Regions from separate parts of the Gossypium hirsutum genome. Here all the other regions are linked to region 3. Evidence: chromatin contacts called from public Hi-C data. All regions are on one chromosome and are shown on one strand. Each heading gives the region's core, a stretch centred on a gene start, on an enhancer-like site or on the middle of the called end of the contact. The rest is flanking DNA. Distances are from core to core; before and after follow the strand shown.

Evidence for each region. A called contact is a pair of places that touch in the nucleus more often than the background predicts.
Region 1: a contact with region 3 is called in a Hi-C map of hypocotyl, with 2.7 times the contacts expected there. The contact joins two enhancer-like sites. A contact is called at or near these places in 5 of 34 Hi-C or Micro-C datasets (hypocotyl and leaf).
Region 2: a contact with region 3 is called in a Hi-C map of leaf, with 2.4 times the contacts expected there. The contact joins the promoter of LOC107955867 here to the enhancer-like site in region 3. A contact is called at or near these places in 2 of 34 Hi-C or Micro-C datasets (callus and leaf).

What each region holds. Positions count from the first base shown.
Region 1 is chrA07:26,349,186-26,351,885 of Gossypium_hirsutum_v2.1, forward strand. No RefSeq gene overlaps it. Among protein-coding and RNA genes, the nearest start is that of LOC107953091, 5.5 kb to the left of the region's middle. Within about 2 kb of position 1,401, at least 9 of the 9 cell types and tissues checked have an H3K27ac peak or open chromatin away from gene starts, as enhancers often do. A contact at or near this core is called in hypocotyl and leaf, where this site is marked.
Region 2 is chrA07:25,864,574-25,867,493 of Gossypium_hirsutum_v2.1, forward strand. LOC107955867 (pescadillo homolog) reads right to left here and starts at 1,490. Exons shown (of 1, transcript XM_016891655.2): 1 at 1-1,490. The coding sequence starts at 761.
Region 3 is chrA07:26,118,216-26,121,006 of Gossypium_hirsutum_v2.1, forward strand. No RefSeq gene overlaps it. Among protein-coding and RNA genes, the nearest start is that of LOC121232242, 4.5 kb to the right of the region's middle. Within about 2 kb of position 1,521, at least 9 of the 9 cell types and tissues checked have an H3K27ac peak or open chromatin away from gene starts, as enhancers often do. A contact at or near this core is called in hypocotyl and leaf, where this site is marked.

The DNA.
Region 1 (2,700 bases), core at 151-2,650, 230 kb after region 3:
GTTCTTATACCTTCCTTCTTCATGAAAATATATCGCTTCTTCACATTATTGGCTCTATTGGTCAATATAAGACAATTCCAATAACATCTACATAGAATAATAAAATACATTATTGCATATTATTGTGTCGAAGAGAATAAATGAGGATATTAAAGCATACCTGTCCAGTTTTTTGTCATGTTTAACTTGTCGGTATGGATATAAAGTAAAAACAACCACGAGGATATAAAGTTGGATTTTCATGAAGCTCGTGAACTTGGGTCTCTTTAGTTAGATATGTGATATAGTCTCTAGGGATTTCATCCTCGAAATCTACTAATGGGTTAGATATTATATTCTTTCATTATTAGGGGAAACATTGTTGCATCAAAAGCTATAATGTTAAAATGCATGGCATTGTTCTACAATGAAGTACTAAAAATTTGTAGAATTATTTTAAAAGATTTGGAACATTCTAAAAAATAAATATTTGTGTGTTGGTACCCCACAAACTCTAAATTCAATAGTTTTTTTTTTTTGTTTAGTAGGATGGAATTCTTGCTAAAGTCCTCGTCACTATTATTTTGATTTTTGTTGATTGTTCCATAGATTTAAGTTGACTAAGTAATTGGTAACGAGTACCTGCAATTTTGTAAAGAGTGAAGTTAAGAAATTAGGTCCAAATATGTAATTAAATTTTAAAGATATTATAGATTACAACAAAGTTAGGTTACATGGGACAAAGAATACACAAAACTATATATATATATATATATATATATATATAAAAGTCAAAGTGAGTGCAACTTAGATTAATTTATATTGGTAAAGATCTTCATAATAATTTCCTGAAAAGAATGGTAATAAAGGCACAGATATGGTATTTGACGGGTTCGGGTAGGCTCGGATTAAATTATTTTGAATTGACATCTTTTTTTATTTGGAATCTTTCTTAAGTTTAAATTTCTTTTAAGCTCGATTAATTTTTTAGGATGTTCATAAATCCAAGTCACAAAGTCTTAAATCAATTCAAATGATTTTGATTTTTTAAAATTATAAATATTTTTATTTTCAACTAAATAATTAATTTTACTTTCATATAATAATACACAATACCAATCTATTTTTATTTTATATTATGCTTAATTAAATATATATCAATTTCATAATTGTAACAGGCCCAATTAGTCCGGACCCATACAGATGCAAAAAGTAAAAATTAAACTTAAACAAACAGTTTTTACAATCCAGATTACAAATTCAAACCCAAATTAAAAAAAAGACCCAAACCCAAAACTATTACAATGGCCCAAAATTCAAATACTTAAAACCCAAATACAAGCCTGAAACAAAACTAACCCTAAGGCCCAAACGGCCCAGAAACTAAAACAAATTCAGCCAAAACCCTAGCCCCCATCTGCCTCGTGCCGCTCCCCCACATACGGCCTCCAGCGCACCTCCGTACGCCAGCACAGCCTCCGTACGCTGAGTGCCACGATCTTTGCACCTGCAAACAAACACAAAAGCAACAGCACAGCAAAAAAAACTTTGTACTCTTTCTTTTCCATTCAGCTATAAAACAAGGCCAGAAGCGTATTGTATTTTGGTTACAAACACACGCATTTTGAAATACAATAGAAGCAATTAACAGAGAAAAGGTTGCGTTTTATTCTATTCCTTTTTTATTTTATTTTCCGTTTTGATTTTGGCTTTAGTTTCAAAAAATAAGAAAATAAAAAAGGGATTACCTGAGTCGTCGCCGATGAGAACTCGAATACCTCAAAAACGGGGAGGTTCGTTCGAGGGATCGAACGGTGTTGAAACCCCATTTGTTTTTACGAATCTCGCTCTTTATTTTTTTTAAAAATAAACGTAGGATTTGAAATTTTTTTATAAATAAAAAGGGGGTTGAAAAGGGGTCGAAAAGGCCTGATTTTGGCACTTCCGGCCACCACCCACGGCGGAGTTACGGTGGTGGCTTGCTAGATTTGGCTGGACTCGGGGTTGAGGATCGAGAGGGTTGAGAGGAAAAGGGGAAACCCTTTGTTTTTTCTAGAAAATAATGGCAGACCCTTTTTTTTCAGAAAATTTTTTGCTTTTAAGGGACTACGAAACGGTGTCGTTAAGGACCTGTCTCAATGGCCCCAAAACGGCGTCGTATGATGGCATGACCCGCGCGACCCGACCCGAAAACTGCCTAGACTAGGGGTCTATTTTCGCCTCTAGTCCTTCCGCATTTGAGGCTGGTTTCGATTGGTCCTATTATGTTGTTTTATCTTTTAATTTTACCCCAGAATTCTATTTCTATTTCATTTCAGTCCAGTATAAGGTGTTGCATTTTGGAGGGTGGAAATATTTTCCTTTTGGTCCCCCATCTCATTCGCGCACTGTATTTTGGTCCCCTATTCCATTTTATTCCTTTTTCAGTTCCTTTTAAGTTTCAATTAACCCCTTTTATTTAATTCTTTTATTTATTTATTTACTTTACATTCATTATTCCTTTTTTTTCATTAATTTGTTTATTTATTAAAATGAATTATTCGTTTATATTCGGTCCTTGCATTTATTCATCTATTATTCTTTTATTGCTTTTAAATATTTGCTTTCTTTCCTTGACTGTTTGTTTTATTATTCATCTATTATTCTTTTATTGCTTTTAAATATTTGCTTTCTTTCCTTGACTGTTTGTTTTATTTTGATTTCTGTTATTATTATCATTCT
Region 2 (2,920 bases), core at 240-2,739, 250 kb before region 3:
CTCTCAGAAGGTATACATCCCTGCAGATCAAGATCCTGACAATTGGGTATACTCTGTCCATTATGGTAAGCACACATTTCCTGGTAAAATAAATGTTTAGAGTTCAATATTTTCTTTACATCATCCTTCGCCTTTTGGGAGAGGTGAGGCATAGAGTCCATTAGAGAAGGGTTCTCCACCACTCTACAACTAGTTCCTCTCCCAAGAATATCATTCAATTTCTTGTATCTCTTGTTCAAGTCATTGAATTTATCCTCACACTGTTGAGGTGAAACATGACAACCTTTACTAATCATAATCTTGGATACCGTTTTCCACTTTCCCTTCTTTTGCAGAATCCTGGATTTTCGCTTAAGCCCCTCCACACCTTCTTCATCTCCCACACAAGAAACCACTGCTATTAGAAGCCTAACCACATTGTCCTTCCATTTCATTCTCTTCCATGGCCATCCATTCTTGCCTTCGCACTTCTCACCATTTCCATCTTCGTTGTAACTTGGTTCATCTTCTTCACTCATGCTTCCATCAGTTATAGCAATCACCGGACTAACTCCCTTCCCTTTACCAAAATTCATCGGAAAACCTTTCTGGCTTGAGCCTTTTGCTTCCGTTAATCCAGTGGAGCGGTGCTCGTTTCCGAGGCCAGTCATCATGACGACATGATTCTGTGGCTGCTGCTCTATCTGAATGGATGACTCAAGATCAAACAACCCTCCATTCGGACCTGATAAAAATCCGCATTCCAAACCCGAATCATCCATCTACGCCGAAATCCAAACACCCAACTTATCGTTTCCTTGCAGGAAAAAGCTTAAAGTTCCATTGTTTATCTATTGCTGGAATATTCAATAAAACAGAAACCCAACCTCACAGACCCGATTCAATTAGTTGCGGTCAATCAAACCAAGTTTCTCTCTTAGATCAACCAGGAAAAAAACCCTAAAAAGCTATAAGTTTTAACACCTACCTTCTTCTTACAAACCAAACGGAAAAAGTACCGAGAAACTGGGGTGGACTAAAAATTTATGACCTATTATCATATAAATATCCCAAGAATCCTCCAAAGCTCTAGAATCCCATATCTAATCACGACCGAAATTCAGCGAAGGCCCATAAAATCAATTAAAATCCTCAACAAGATCTAAAAAGGGAAATTTTCAACTTTTATTGTACTGTTTGACAATCTAAAGAAGAATAATGGGAAAGCTGCAAAAACTTGAACAAATGATTTTGATCATCGTATTGAAGAAAAAGAAGAAAAATTCATGAAAGGATTACCTTCTGCTAATGATCATCAATCGAGAAATTCATCAAAAAAGGCAAAGAGATTTTTGTTTTTGTTTTTTTTTTCTTTTGGGCCGGGGGGGGGGGGTCTGGAAGAGATTGAAAGCTAAATTTTGCGCTGAAGTTGGGAAGAGTAAGAGAGGAATAGAATGTGGCAAACAGGTAAAAAATGTTTACTTGAAATAACGTGTTTGTTCGCTATTGGTGAGCGGGCTTTTGTATTGCTTATTTTTTGCTTATTTACAAACAACAGGTGGGTGCTGGTAGGTAAAGAAGTGGAGCTACTCCTCTGATTATATTGACGCCAACTGCACCGTCTTTTTTATAATCCCATCAGCCGATTCCATTTTAATTCTTGTGCAAACTACAAAAATAAAATGTTACATTTTTATCATTAATAATATCGAATTATAACATTTTGATCGAAAACGTAACACGATAATATTTAATTTAACCTCTACACTATAATTAAAATATTTAATTTGGTTATTTCATACTTCTTTTTAATTATAATGTTTTTAAAATTATCAAAAATTCTTTAAAATTTTAGAAAATTATTTATTTATTTTTGAAACTACAAAAAATATTTTTTCAAAATTATAATAATGTAAAAAATTTAAAAAAAATCATAAAATCCTTTAAAAAATAACAGGTTAGATTTCAAAAATTATAAAAATATCATAAAGTTCTTTAAATTTTATTTTGAAATTTCGATTTTATTTTATTTTGAAATTATAAAAATTATTTTTAAAACTATAATTATGTTTTTTTTTAATTTCATTAAATTCTAAAAACAACCTTTCAAACCCTTTCTAAAAAAAGCTTTATCCTATCAAGCCCATCGCTGCCGCTTGAACCACCATGTCAGCATCCTCTCTGGTCGAAAACAGGACGACCATTCAAACGTCGTCCTCTATCGCTCCAACCACAGCGGACGCATGAAATGAAAATGATATTTTTTTACAGTGACAGAGACTAGAAAAAAAAAACCAAACAACAACCTTGAGCCTCCAAAATGGCAAGCCATCACTGTTGCTTGAGACTTTTCAAGTAATTATTAGTTTTTTTTTAAATTCCGATATTGTCCAATTTTAAAAGCTAAAAGTTTTGGTTAGGAAGTTTTGAGGATCAAATTGATAAAATTTGTAAATGTAAAGGGTTAATTTATTGAATTATTTAGAATTAGGATCAAATTGATAGAATATGTAAATATTAAAAACTAAATGAGTTATTATACCAGTTAGAAAAAGGCTTTCTGTTATTAATTTAACGGCGAGGGACCAAAACAAGAATGAATACAAATGTTAGTGCCTAAAATGAAAATTTTTAAAGTTGGGTGACCAATACAGGAACATGGACATTGTTGGGTGACCATTTATATAGTTTACCCTAATTAATTTTTTGAATTTTTAAAGATTTTTTTATATTTTTGATAAATTTTTTTCAACATTATAGTTAAAAAAAGTTGTAAAAGGATTAAACTTGTAACGCCCCGTACCCGAGACCATTGCCGGAGTCGAACACGAGGTGTTAATAGACTTAATTCATTACTTAAACAGCTCATACAATTCATTTTAAAATTTCCAGACAAGCTGGCTAACTGCATCACAGTCGCTTTAAAAATCATATCTCGAGT
Region 3 (2,791 bases), core at 271-2,770:
CCAGACACCTGATTCTAACTTCAATCTCATTAAGCCTTCTCTCTAACGTAACTCTATCTTCCCCATTCCATTTTTTAAGAGCACCTTTGAGTTTCTTCAATTTCCCTGAATCCCTACCATTCGAATTACCCAACAAACCCCATTCGTTTCTGATAATACTCATACACTCATTGTTATGAACCCACGCATTAAAAAGCTTAAACAATCTTGGACCCATTCCACAGAACCGTACGATAATAAAATCGAGATGTGATCTGAAACAGAATGATTTAACCCCTGCTGTTGAATGACCTCGAACTTTTTGAACCAAACTTCATCTACCCAAAAACCAATCCAGTCTGCTCTTCTTATTCTCTGGGCCATACCAAGTGAATTTCCTCCTCAACAAAGGCAAATCTACCAATTTACATCTCTCTAAAGAGCTCAAAAAGTCCTTCGACCCTCTTAATAAACCTACACAATTACTTTTGTCACTTTTGTTCCTAATTGCATTAGAGTCTCCCCCAACAATCCAAAAATATGTGAACCTATCCCTAACCTCTAATATTTCTACCCAAAAAATTTTCTGCTCCAGCAACCCATTTGGCGTGTACACATTAATCAGAACCCCTTCCCACCCCTCACAACACCAATTCCTTTCCACCACAATTAAACGGTTAGTACAGTAAACCTTTCTCGTTATAAAACTTGATTTATCCCATATGGTAATAAGACCACCTGAACGTCCTACTTCAGCAGCAAATCGGAATTCAAAATAATCTTCGCCCCATATTCTTCTAACTAAATCTCCTGACACTTTCTCAAGCTTAGTTTCTTGTAGAAAACACACATTCACCCTATGAATTCTGACTAATCTATTAATCGCAACTATTTTACCATCAGAACCCAACCCCCTAATATTTCACGATACAATTTTCATTTTTCCCAATTAAAAACTCGTCCACACAATCTTAGTACAGGAAAAAACTCACCTGATTGGCAAATATGTACAGCTATACCCGACCTCCTTTACTGTTGCTCCTCAAGCCTCATAATTTCCTCGATAACGTCTCTTTCTTCTCCCAGCACCCTAAGCCCCAATTTCTTCCCAACTTCCCAAGTCTGCTTCACCTCTCTAAGAATAACCTTTCTCCTGTTGCTTAATTCTGAATCGGACAAAGAGAGGTTAACCACTTTGTCTTCACTTCCTGGCTCTGCGCTGCTCTTGCCCTTTCTTCTATTTCGATCTCTTCTTTGAATTTCTTTGGAAGACAACACCCCGTCTTGAATGGCTTGCATTGACATAATTCTTTTATTAAACTGTCTCTTCTTCCTCTTACTTCTAATAGTGTTGTAAAATTCCTCTTCTACCTCTTGGCTTATGTCCCTATCCTCTGCTTCTGGAGTTGCTAAATTAAAATTATCGATCGGGAAAATCTGATCTTCGACAGGAAGAATTTCCCTGCCCGTAAGATGCCCTTCAAACCTAAGAGAGTCCAATCTTTCGTCAATATCTACCAGCCCAACTTGACCCTCCCTTTGACCCAAACCCAACACCAGGCCCATGTTGGCAACATCCTCATATGCCCGGTCCATTCCACTATTCGGCCTACTAACCCCCGCATCAACTTCGGCTGAAATTCCCACACTAAGGGTGCGTTTGTTTGCTGTAAAATGGTTTCTGGAAAATATTTTACATCATTTCCGGTGTTTGTTTGGGGGAAAATGAATTCCTTTAGGAAACCATTTTCCAAAACACGGTAAAATCAAGCCCATTCCTCCGGAAATTGTCTTACGGCTTCAAAATTGGTAAGACATTTTCCATTCTTCTCTAAGCAGACATTTTCTGTTCTCTTCTAAGCAGCAGACATTTTCCATTCCTCAAAGCTTCCGCCTCTCCTCATCTCTGCCTTGCCATCTCTGTCTCTCAGCATCTTCCTTCTCCATCTTTCTGCTCCATAGATCTGTTGGTGAGTCACCCAAAAGCTTCAAGTTTTTTATGAAATTGGTGGTTTTTTGCTGGATTTTCCAGAAATCGGAAGAAGGATGAAAATTCATCCTCTTCTTCCCTACACCACTCGACCCCCAATTCTTCACTACAGGGAAGCTTTCCCTTTTAATTTTCTTGCTATTTTCTGTATAAAAATCTCAACATTTCTACCTTCAAAGCTTCAGTTAGTAGATGCGATTGACCCGATTCATTTCTTATCTCTTATCGTTTTTTTATTTGTTTATTCCTTAGTTGGAATTTTAACTTTATTTTATCGCATTTTGTTGTGTAATTTTAGGGTTGCTGAATTTCTTAAACGAATTAAGCTTAATACTCTAATGTTCACTTCTTTTTGTATAGTTAATGATTATCATCATTTACGTTACCGTGGATTTTAGAAACCCCATAACTATTCTTACTATTGTTGTATTGTGTTTCCATTGTCGATTTTATTAGGCATTCATGGATGTCTGTTAACTTGCTTGGGGCGTTTTTGAGCTTTCATATAGGATAGCAGATTAGTAGCGTCCCATGTGGAGATTTTAGCTTCACCAGTGGTTAAATAATCCTTTTTTTTCATGGAGACAGTAGATGTTGAGCTGAAGTGGACTAAGAGCATTTCCAGTTCCTCTAATTTTTAAGTAGTTTCTGAGTACAATGATGTTCCTCTAATTTTTGCAGGGCTATTGAGCACCCAACTTTTTCAGCACTTACAAGACCATTGTGTGATCTGTATTCAACTTATTCCTCCCCTTCTAGTTGCAACGATAAAAGAAACTCAGGGTATATAGATGTTGTTGTAGTTCTGAATGCCGTGGGTCT